Linked DNA regions of Mus musculus: regions 2, 3 and 4 are each linked to region 1. A link is a contact called in public promoter capture Hi-C data. All regions are on one chromosome and are shown on one strand. Each heading gives the region's core, a stretch centred on a gene start, on an enhancer-like site or on the middle of the called end of the contact. The rest is flanking DNA. Distances are from core to core; before and after follow the strand shown. Region 1 holds the start of Polr2c (polymerase (RNA) II (DNA directed) polypeptide C). Region 2 holds the start of Gins3 (GINS complex subunit 3 (Psf3 homolog)). Region 3 holds the start of Slc12a3 (solute carrier family 12, member 3). Region 4 holds the start of Ogfod1 (2-oxoglutarate and iron-dependent oxygenase domain containing 1).

The links. Promoter capture Hi-C pulls out the DNA fragments that hold promoters and counts their contacts. Capture Hi-C pulls out chosen DNA fragments and counts their contacts.
Region 2: a promoter capture Hi-C map of adipose tissue shows a contact between it and region 1. The contact joins the promoter of Gins3 here to the promoter of Polr2c in region 1. A contact is called at or near these places in 1 of 39 promoter capture datasets (liver) and 1 of 9 other capture datasets (adipose tissue).
Region 3: a promoter capture Hi-C map of embryonic stem cells shows a contact between it and region 1, with 2.7 times the contacts expected there. The contact joins the promoter of Slc12a3 here to the promoter of Polr2c in region 1. A contact is called at or near these places in 6 of 39 promoter capture datasets (the C10 cell line, embryonic stem cells, hippocampal neurons and 3 more) and 3 of 9 other capture datasets (adipose tissue, liver and pancreatic islet).
Region 4: a promoter capture Hi-C map of liver shows a contact between it and region 1, with 3 times the contacts expected there. The contact joins the promoter of Ogfod1 here to the promoter of Polr2c in region 1. A contact is called at or near these places in 2 of 39 promoter capture datasets (liver and pre-B cells) and 1 of 484 Hi-C or Micro-C datasets (CD4 T cells).

Annotation. Positions count from the first base shown.
Region 1 is chr8:94,856,057-94,858,756 of GRCm38.p6, forward strand. Polr2c (polymerase (RNA) II (DNA directed) polypeptide C) reads left to right here and starts at 1,394. Exons shown (of 9, transcript NM_009090.5): 1 at 1,394-1,585; 2 at 1,691-1,740. The coding sequence starts at 1,500.
Region 2 is chr8:95,632,294-95,635,003 of GRCm38.p6, forward strand. Gins3 (GINS complex subunit 3 (Psf3 homolog)) reads left to right here and starts at 1,266. Exons shown (of 3, transcript NM_030198.3): 1 at 1,266-1,490. The coding sequence starts at 1,305.
Region 3 is chr8:94,327,880-94,330,605 of GRCm38.p6, forward strand. It overlaps Slc12a3 (solute carrier family 12, member 3), which reads left to right and starts at 1,329. Exons shown (of 25, transcript NM_001205311.1): 1 at 1,329-1,634; 2 at 2,498-2,644. The coding sequence starts at 1,359. It also overlaps a transcript of Nup93 not described here.
Region 4 is chr8:94,035,676-94,038,472 of GRCm38.p6, forward strand. Ogfod1 (2-oxoglutarate and iron-dependent oxygenase domain containing 1) reads left to right here and starts at 1,523. Exons shown (of 13, transcript NM_177767.4): 1 at 1,523-1,767. The coding sequence starts at 1,614. It overlaps Nudt21 (nudix (nucleoside diphosphate linked moiety X)-type motif 21), which reads right to left and starts at 1,364. Exons shown (of 7, transcript NM_026623.3): 1 at 1,102-1,364. The coding sequence starts at 1,217.

The DNA of each region.
Region 1 (2,700 bases), core at 144-2,643:
CACGTGATGTATTGGTACCATTACATACATACACATATAAAATAGAAATACATTTAAAAAAAAATTTTAAAAAAAGCCAGGCGTGGTGGCACACACCTTTAATCCCAGCACTTGGGAGGCAGAGGCAGAGGCAGGCGGATTTCTGAGTTCGAGGCCAGCCTGGTCTACAAAGTGAGTTCCAGGACAGCCAGAGCTATACAGAGAAACCCTGTCTTGAAAAACAAAAACAAAAACAAACAAACAAAAAAACATGGGTTTTGTTTTTCTTGTGTATGCATTACAGTACTCTCTCTGACATTAGCTCGGATGTGGGTCTCTTGTTTGCTTCTTTGTGTGTTATCTAACTGTCCTGAGAGCATCCAGGGGATTCTTCTCTCCATCTTCCTACTCACAGGAGCCTAAGATTAGACTCTTGCATTACCATGCCTCTTTACAGGTGTTCTGAGAATTTGACCTTGTGTCCTTGCACATCAGGGTTTGGCTTCGCACCCTGGAACAAGTGACTGAGGTGCATATTTTACCCGTCAAAGCAGACCTGGCCTCCAGGTTCTCCCAGCATCCTTCAGTCCCCACCTGGCATGCTCTGCCTCCACCCTGAACTTTCCAGCCCAGAGGCTGGGCTGCCCTTCCCCAAGAGGTTCTTCCCTATAGAATCCAGACATTTTGCTCTTGCTCTCTGGATCGATCTATCTCCCTCCCCCTGCCCCAGGCCCTTTCTCTTCTCCCTCTCTGCCCTTCCCATGGCGGTTCCCCGGCCTCTGTTCTTAAGGCCAGTGAACTCACCTGAGAGCAGCTTCCCAATAAACCTGCCTTTTAATATATTCTAATCTGTCTTGAATTGGCTCATTTTACCAGCAGAGAAATAACCTATCAGTCGTCTTGCATGCTTGAGTCACCTCCCTAGCCATTTTGTTCATGTATAGATGTACAACTTTTTAATGGTTTTTTTTAAGGTTTCATTGTATTCCTATGTATTTTAAAAATTATTTTTATGTATAAGGATGTTTTGCTTGCATGTATATTTGTGCACCATGTGAATACCTGGTGCCCTCAGATACCAGGAGAGAGTTTCCTCAGAAACTGAAGCTAAAGATGTTAGGCATCATATGGGTGCTGGGAATACAATCCAAGTCTTACATAAGAACAGCCAGTGCTCTTATCCCCAATGCCGTATCTCCAGCCCCGTATGTAAGTTTAACCAAGTCTCTATCGATCATTGCCTAATGCGTTATTTTTAGCAGTTATAAATAACGTTGGCATGAATGACCCTGTACATTTAATTTTTGTGCTGTATATCTTGGGGATTTCAAGAGTATAGGACCAATGCATTTTGGCGCCGGTGTGGTTAGAAAACACAGGCCAGGAGAGTTCCGGCCTCCGGTCAGCAGGTGGCGCTGCGCCCGCGACTAGCCGGAAGCGCCGATTGCCCCGCCGACAAACTGCTGGTGGCCGCGCAGGCGCGCTGTGCGGCTGGCGCGGGAGCCTGGCGGAGGGTCGCGATGCCGTACGCCAACCAGCCAACAGTGCGGATCACGGAACTCACCGAAGAGAACGTCAAGTTCATTATCGAGAACACGGACCTGGCGTAAGGCGGCGAGGGGAGAGGCGGGCGGGCGGCCGGGTCCTCGAGCTCCTGACCCCGGGGCTGTGGCTTCGGGGCCGCTCACACCGCCTGTCTTTCCTCCTGTAGGGTGGCCAATTCCATTCGGAGGGTCTTCATCGCAGAGGTGCCCATAATAGGTAAGCGACCGTCCCTGGGAGCCCGTGCCGCCCACCCTCCGCCCGGGGTGGGGGCTGAGAACACTGCGGTGCTGTACGCTGGGCTGGGGCAGCCTAGGCCCGCCTTGGTGCGTGCCTTGCTCAGCTGCGGGTTTCCCAGTACTGTTCGTCTACCCCAAAGCAACAGAAATCAAAACCAAGCACTGTTAAACAGCGGAGGGCTGCAGCCTCCTCATCCGGGCGGTGTAGATGCTAGGCGTCGTTAGCAGGTGATGCAGCGATTGCCGAAGTAGTGTAGATGATGCGCTTTTGCTTTGACGTCAGTGTTCGCTACTGGCTGGTGTCTTTTGAACATATATGCTGATTTTACAAAATCATGGGCTTCGTTATGTAGTTTGAAATCTACACACACAGAGTGTACCTGGTCTCTCCCATCCTTCCAGATAGTACCCTGCTATACTTTCTTGTCGTCTCCCCCTATCTTTTTGAAAACCTTTATTTACATATATGTGTCTATCTCTGGGCTCGAGTACCGGAGTTCATGTGTAGAGGTCAGAGTACAGCTTGTAGGAGGGATTCTCTTCTCCCACCATATGGGGCCCAGGATTGAACTCCTTAAGGCTTGACAACAAAAAGTATCTTGCACATCTTGCAGGCTCCGAACTTTCTCTTTATTAAAGAGAGAAAGAGAAAAAGAGAGAGATTCCACATGAGAGAAAGCATGTGTTATAAAGATTTTCTAATTTTGTTTGTTTGTTTGTTTTTCAAGACAGGGTTTCTCTGTGTAGCCCTGGCTGTCCTGGAACTCACTTTGTAGACCAGGCTGGCCTGGAACTCAGAAATCTGCCTGCCTCTGCCTCTGCCTCCCAAGAGCTGGGATTAAAGGCGTGCACCACCACTGCCCGGCTTAAGATTTTCTTTAACAAACAACATACTTTTGTTCCTTATTGTTGAAGTGTGTGTGTGTGTGTGTGTGTGTGT
Region 2 (2,710 bases), core at 16-2,515, 780 kb after region 1:
TGCCCTATAACCTGGTCTTGTTTCGACCCTGAGATCCTGTTGCCTTGGCTTCCCCAGTCCAGGGATTCTAGGCATGTGCCAGCATGCTTGACATTATTGCAACTTTTTAAAGTAGCTGTCTGGAATAAAATGTCTTAAACTGACTAGAGCAATGGTTGTTAAAAGAAGAGGAATAAAAAGTAAAGAAAGTGGTGTAAATACTTCAAGCATTCATGTGATACAAGTGTTTTTGGCAAGAAAAAGCAAGTGACTATTGCTTAGCATATGTAAAGTTCTAGTCCATATTTAGAAGGCTATTGCTTAAATGTAGTGAATTATGTAAATACATTAACAAATTATTTCATTCAAAACTAAAAAGGAATACAAAAGATGAAAGGCATGCTCGCCCCCTTTCCTGTGTTGCTCACAAACCACTACCTCAGGAATGCCCTCCTACAGTAGGTAAATTCGGTAGCAAATCTCGCAACAATCTGCCTCAACCTGTATTCATGTATGTACCGCCAAATCTAGGACCAAGCAACCAAGCAACCGTGGTCTTTCCTTTGTTCTCAGGTACTCTACCTGTGATCGCATTTGATATAGGAGCTCCCGCTTGCAGAGTGGCTGTGAAAAGACTAGGAAACTGGTCTAGTTTCCTCTTTCAGGAACCCAAACTGATCACCACACGAGGACTTTGCCAGTTGACAGTAGAGCAAGGCCCTGAACTTCAGATCTTCCAGCCATATATAAATCTACCACTCCATCTAGACTCCCACCCCACCTGAACCTACACCCGGCCAAAATACTACAAATAATTTGTAACTTAGCACACAGTTAAACATTTGGACTAGTGCTTGCGTTTTAGTTTCTTCTGTTGTTTTCAAAGACAATAATTAACCTACCAGTGAAAATGCAATAAAAGCGGGATTAATGAGGGCTGGAATACATAGTGTAAAATGATATTACTTGAATCCCCAAAGATGTTTTTAAATTCTATGTGTGTATTTAAAGGCTGCATGAACACAGTTCCGTTAGTACAGACACATGCTGTCCCTTCAATGATGTTCAAGCTTCATATACCTTCCCCAGCCTAGTCTACAAGCTGCAGGAGGACTTCCGGCCGACTCATCCAGGGCTTCCGCATTGGGCGGGGACACTGGACCCAATCTGTGACCTTATTGATTGCTTTTGCCTGAGCGGCCGCAGGCTCGCCGAAATCGACTGCTCGGGTCTGGCGAGTGCGGCGCGGGAAAGCGAGTTTGAAGCCGGCCCTAGTTCGCTGAGGTGGCGCGCCCTCCTCATCCCTGACTGTGCTGCGAGCTGCCATGTCCGAGGCGTATTTCCCAGTGGAGTCGGGCGCTCTGGGGCCGGAGGAGAACTTCCTGTCTTTGGACGACATCCTGATGTCGCAGGAGAAGCTGCCGGTGCGGGTCGAGACGCCCATGCCGCGCCTGGGAGCCTTCTTCCTGGAGCGGGGCGCGGGCTCCGAGCCGGACCATCCGCTCCCTCAGGTGAGGCGAGCCCGGCCGGGGCAGAGGTTTCCAAGATCTGGAGGCGGTGGGAGTCCTCGGGGGTCCCGGGAAGCTGCACAGCACTCGGAGGACTCTCCCGCCACCGATCTTAGTCTTCAAACTTTCCAAAGTCATTGGCTTTGGCTCCAGCCCATCATCTCAGGGTCTCTTGGTTCTATTCATGGTTTCCATAAAACTTATTTGAAGTTTCGAAGTCTGGGAACTGCAGATTGTCATGCGCACTCGGCACAATTATGACAGTGTCTGCAGCCTGTTTCCGAGGACCGACTGTCCATCAGGGGATGGGAGTCTGTGATGGGGGGATAAATTGTCATCTTCTCGCTTAGGCAATTCTACAAAGAGTGAGTACCTCAGCCAGGGTTCCACAGTAAGTCCGTGCTGGCTTAACCAAGGCAGTCCTCGGTAAAAGGTTGCTCATAACAATTTTCAGTGTCGCACTGAAAAATGGCAACTGCAGCTTCCCGTATTAAGCCTTTTGCCCTCCCATAAACCTAACAAAAGCTGGGTTAACAAAGCCAGGGTCCTCCAGTAAATGGTGAACTGGGATTCGAACCTTGGACTCTATGGCTTCAAGTACGAGTTTGTCCCAAGAGCGTAACTTGCAATGGTTACTTTCATTTCCCGTTAGGTCCTTTAAGTTTTGTTTGGAAGGGTATCAATTTTGTCTCTGTCTATTTCTAGGTACTTTTTCTCAAAGTAAAACACCACATTTTTACTTTTTCAACAACAGAAAGGCTCATTTTTGCTCCCTGGGCTGCTTCTCAACCTCACAGTCCTTTGTAAGTCGACTCTTCAGAGTCGACCGCCATGTTTTTGAAGAATATTCCAGGACTGGGGGTGAATCCTGGAGCGTTTCACATGCCAGGCAAGCATGCTACCACAGAGTTCTACCCCAAATGTCAACTTATTGGCTCCCCATTGTCATAGAGAAAGATTTAGGAGTCTTTTGTTTTTGTTTTTTTAATGTTTTTGAGACAGAGTTTCTCTGTGTAGCCTTGGCTGACATAAACTGGCTCTGTATACCAAGCTGGCCTCAGACTCAGCAATCCTTTTGCCTCTGCCTCCCTGATGCTGGGATTAAAGGTGTGTGTCACCACTGTATGGCTAGGATTTAGTTGAGCTCTTACACTCTACTGAACAAGATATCCTGCCGAGTTTGGGTCTTTTTTTCTTTTTCTTTTTTCCTTTTCTTTTTCTTT
Region 3 (2,726 bases), core at 79-2,578, 530 kb before region 1:
GAAGTTGTATGATCTCACCTAATATTCATACTGAGACTGTCCATTTTCCCGAAAACATTTTAACTTGATAGCCAAGTAGCATGCATATATATAATTTATACTTATATAACTTATGTATACATGGTTTATACATATACATAGTTTTTTTTACCCATTCATTTGTTGATTGTCAAGGTCGATTCCAAATCTTTGTTATAGTCAATAAAGCAGCAAGAAGCATGTACCGTCGTCTCCTATTCTTGTAAGGGGCTGGGTCACCTCACTGGGAAGTAACTGAGAGCAAATTCAGGACATGTGTCTGGGAGGGCAGAGGGAGCGGGCTTTAGGGTAGCCCTAAGCCTCAGATGATTCAGGGAAACACTGGGTGGTTCCAGAGACAGGGCAGGATGCCAGGCTTTTGTGCCCCACAGCCATGGATTACTGAACGCCCAGCCTCTTAGGGAAAGATAGTTATGGGTGGGGCCATTAATGTAAGGGCTGACTCTGGGACCCCTCACAGCTACAAGTCCATTGCTTTCTTAGGACACATCCAACATCCACTAGTTCATCATCAAGACCCAGAGTGTCTTTCATACCCCAGGGCAATGCCCCTGCAATGGCTTAGGAGCCTTTGCTGACCAGATCTCCTACTTCATGGGAACAATGCATGGCTCCAGGGAGGGAAAGACCAGTTGCTCTGGGCTCCAAACTACAGCCCCGTAGGCCAGCCTGTGAATGTGTAGGTCAGGCTGCACTGTGCCTGTTTACCCTAGAGGCCAGTGGCCAGCACCAAGCTCTCAAGGTTTGTCAGTCAAGAGGTGGCTGCAGGTCTGGCTTGAGGCCACTAATCACAATGGCTTATGTATATTGAAATGTATCAGGAAAGACGCTGAGACTGTGAGGGATGGAGATCGGAAGGCAGACTTCCTTTTTTTTTATATGCATGTCCTAAGATGACATCCATTCAAACTAGTAAATAAAATGAAAGAAATACATTGTGCCCAACACGAGGACTGTTAACCTGCAGTGTAGGTAGGCACCTTGCAGCAGGCCTTCTCTGGGTCCTCTCTCATGTCTGCTGCTTCCTGGGTCCTAGCTGCAGAACCTCTGCTACCCTAGGCTTAGAAGGGCTACTGCAGGACTCAGGGATGTGGCCCTGGCTCTAGCCCAGCCCTCCTGCTCCAAATTGGCCCCTGTGTCAATGATCAGATAAATGGGGGCAGGACAGCAGTTGCTATGGCTCCGCCCCCCACCCTGGCAGAGACCCTGCTCACTTGCCATGGGCGGTCTGGACCAAGCTCCCGCCTCCTCCCAGCCTATAAAGCCACCCTCAGTGCCCTTGCCCACTCTTGTCCCCTCCTTTGATACCCAGAGCCATAATGGCAGAGCTCCCCGTGACAGAGCTGCCTGGCGATGCTCTGTGCAGTGGGCGCTTCACCATCAGCACACTGATGGGAGGCGATGAGCCCCCACCAGCTGCCTGTGACAGCAGCCAGCCCAGCCACTTAACACACGGCAGCACCTTATACATGCGCACCTTCGGTTACAACACCATAGACGTGGTGCCGGCCTACGAACACTATGCTAACAGCGCTCTGCCCGGTGAGCCCCGGAAGGTGCGGCCCACCCTGGCTGACCTGCATTCATTCCTCAAGGTAAGCAGAAGTTCAAAGACTGGCCGCTTCCTGGCTGGGTAACGTTGGCATGATTGCCCAACATGTTCTGTCATTCGTGTTGTGAAAATGACTGGGCATCTTCCTCTAGGGTCAAGACACCCAAATGAATAGTGGACAGAGGTGCCATGAAGCTTGGGGGCACAAGTAATACATATTGTCCAGGCACCGGCAGCACAATGATAGCATAGCCTGCTGCTTATACAAATGCAGGTTGCACACCGCTGGGAGAGACTGTGAGAGGGAGGGAGGGAGCATGGTGAGCCCTCTCAAATATTAGCTCATCGGCTTCGCTGTCTGGGAGGCTGGAGGGTCCAATCCCTGTCACCTCACGGTTTCACCAACAGTTGGATGTTCTAACCTCTAACACTCTTCCGTGTTTCAAAGCTTCCCTCTGAAGGGACCAAACAAGACCCCTTGTTTGAATAGGGATGCTGAGATAGGTACTGGGATGAAGGTCCCAGAGTAGGCTGCGGTTGGTAGGAATACGAAATAGAAGATGACCATGCTGGAGTCCAGGCCTGGGTTCAAGACTCTCTGTGTCAGAGACCTGGTGTGTGGCGTGTGACATACTGCTTCACCTCCCATCCCGTGTCACTTCTCAGACTGCAGGCTTGTCAGACTCCAGCCCTCTGCCCTAGAGGGGAGGAGCCTCCCGGAGCAGAAGCATTCTGAATGCTCAGCTTGCTTGCTCTCTCTGGTGTTTCTCCAAGCTTCGAGTAGCATTGTACCCAGGAAGCTGTCCAAGGGCTGCCTGTGTGGCAAAGTGGGGCAGGCAAGACTGAATACAGACACCCAGCCCCTAACCCCCATTGCCTGACTCCTATTGGTCTCTGGGCCCCCAGCAGGAAGGTAGCCACCTGCATGCCCTGGCCTTTGATGGACGGCAAGGTCGTGAGCTGACTGATGGACTTGTGGAAGATGAGACAGGCACCAACAGTGAGAAGAGCCCTGGAGAACCTGTTCGCTTCGGCTGGGTCAAGGGGGTGATGGTGAGTGGCTGTGGCCCGGAGCTTGATGTCTAGACAGGGTGGGGGTAGAGCCCCATTCAGCCTCAGCTTTGACTCTCAGGCC
Region 4 (2,797 bases), core at 273-2,772, 820 kb before region 1:
CAGAAAATTAAAGTGCTACTGTGAATTGTGGGACAAAAGTAAATTTGCACAGACACGACTGTCAACTATTTCCACATTTTATAAACCTTGCATTTCATTACCGAAGTTTGCGTGCCATTACTTGTTTTGTCAAAAACAATAGTAGTAGTTGTTCTTGAGAACAGTTCTCAAGAGCTCAACAAGTTTTCAACTTCATGTCACATTTAGTTTTAGGAGGAATGGTTTATTTACTTGAATATGAGAGATTTGTTTATTTATTTGAATATGAAAGGTGAGTCACTAAAATGACTTACACAAACCCCACTCTCAGCAATGTCTTGCACATTTTAAACAAATAACCAGTCTAAACTGGACACTTTTTTCCCATTAGAATCAGCTCCACACTAGGGAATGAGGTACCAAACATTATAAGCTATATCCCAATCTCAATTTCTTGCCACAACAAAATTTTGTTTGAGTGATCCCGAAATGCAATCATCTGCTTAAGACAAAGGTTTGTTGAAAACAAAACAGCCTGCAAACAGGCTGTCGGGACAACATGTAAGGTACCTCCGACCTCTGAAAGTACAACCAGACAACAGAGTGTGTCCTCGCAATTTTAGGTCTACTGGGAGTCTGCAATGATACTGTATGTTGGCACTTTGGTAGACAAGACATACAAATGCAAAAAGGTAGACCAAACAGCGCGAAAATTAATAAAATGTGGCCACTGGATGGAACACTACCCAACATTTAAAGGGGGAAAAAAAAAAACTAGGATGTCAGAGGTTAATCTGGAAAAGTTACTGTAAAAGAAATGTACACCCTACAAAACTGAGAATTGTTCAAATAAACACAAATACATGTGCGATGAAACAACCAGCAACGGATTGAAAGGATACACACATTATGAATTCAAAGCAAACGCAGGTTCTAACCATGGCTGAATGAAGGGAAAGGGGGAAACGAACCTCGCTTTTAAAATAGGAAAACTGCCAAGTCGGGGTCGAGAAACAGGTCTAGGAAAGAAAGCGCGCATCCCGGAAGGGACAACCCGCATCCGGCGTGAGGGAGGAGCGCGCACTGGGAGAGCATCAACGGCCGAGGCCGCGCCGCACTTACAGATTAATGGTGCGCTCCAGGGTGAGGGGCTTGGTCTGCTGGATGTACTTGTTGCCGAACTGGTTGACCCCCCGGGGCCAGCCCGTCTGCGAGCGATTGGGCGGCACCACAGACATGCTGAACAGCTCCGACGCCGGGGACGTGCAGAAAGCGGGGGCCCGGGGAGACGTCCGCGGGGCGGGCAGCGGTTATCTGCGTCCCGCTCAGCAGCCACCACCCGCCATTAACAGTCGAGAGCAAGAGGCGCGGAACACACGCCGGAAGTGAATACGCTCCGGAGGCAGGAAGTTGGGAGGCAGGCCACTGCGACCATTTGACCAATTGCTGGCGGCGTGACGCAATATGTTGATCTCCCATTGGTTATTTTTGTGGAGATCCCGCCTCCCTGTGCTTTACTGCCTTTCCATTGGGTAATGCTGGTGAAATAAGGAAAGAGGGTTTTCGGGAACTGTAGTTTCTGGAGGGAAGTAGCGTCCTGACTTCCTTGGCGTGGGTCTGTGCACCGTGAGAAGATGAACGGGAAGCGGCCGGCGGATCCTGGCCCAGCGCGGCCAATGAAGAAGGGAAAGAAGCAGGTATCGGCAGAGTTTTCGGACGCTGTCACTGAAGAAATCCTGAGGAAGCAGGTGGCTGAGGCCTGGAGCTGCCGGACACCGTTCAGCCATGGTAATGGGGTGCTGTAGGGAGGCGCGGCAGCAAGAGGTGTGGGGAGGATCGCAGCCACCTCCGACCCGGGCGCTGACTGCTGCTCGGTTCATTCCATATTCTGCTTGATTTGGCAAGCCTGGGGAGGAAAATAAATATAAGCTCCGGACACTATGGGGAAGTGGGAGACATGTAGCCTGGGGGTTGAATTCTAGAATCAGAGGTCACTCAGAATCCCTCTGCTGATTGTACGTCATTGGGCAATGCATATAACTTTGCTTAAGGGCCAGTTTCTTCGTTTATAAAACGGAATCGTTAATAGTATTCCCCCTCCGAAAGATGGGATTGACAAACTAATGTTTGTAGACATTCATAAACGTTTCCTTGAGAACCGGTAAATAGCTAGCAAGCGAGGGTCACTCTCCGCTGTTACGTGGACTGTCTAACCCACGCTGGTGTTGAAAGCTGCCAGAGAAGCAAGCACCTGGATTTACCAGTTTTCACGTACCTTGTCGTTGGCCTAAGTGACGCACAAAACCAACATAATCTTGAAAGGAACGATCATTCCAGACATAGCTACAAGTTATTACCTTATACAATGTGACTCTGGCTGGGTGCGTCTTGAATTTTCTCAGACTTGCCGATTGTCTGTTTCATTTGAGTGTTTAAACAGGGGAACCCCTGGGCGCTCAGGACGCAGGCAGAAGATGATTACATAAAATGCAGGCTCCGGCTGCCCAGAGACTTCTCAGTTTCTTTGTCTGTTGCAAAGGCGTAGTGACTATATCATCGATTCCTCAGTTGTAGAGAATATAAATGAAATAATGCTTATAAGGCACCACTGGGTCAAGATTGGTTGTTATTCATAATCTAGTGGAAGTGAAATCAGTTAGAGGTTAAAAACCACCTGTTTTTTTTTTTTTTGTTTTGTTTTGTTTTGTTTTGTTTTTAAACCCAGAAATTTAGGGAAAGAAAGGGTGGTATTAAAGAGAAATAGCCAGCCAGTTTTGCTACTCTTATTATTTGTTTTACTTCGCTCTGGAGAGAATGA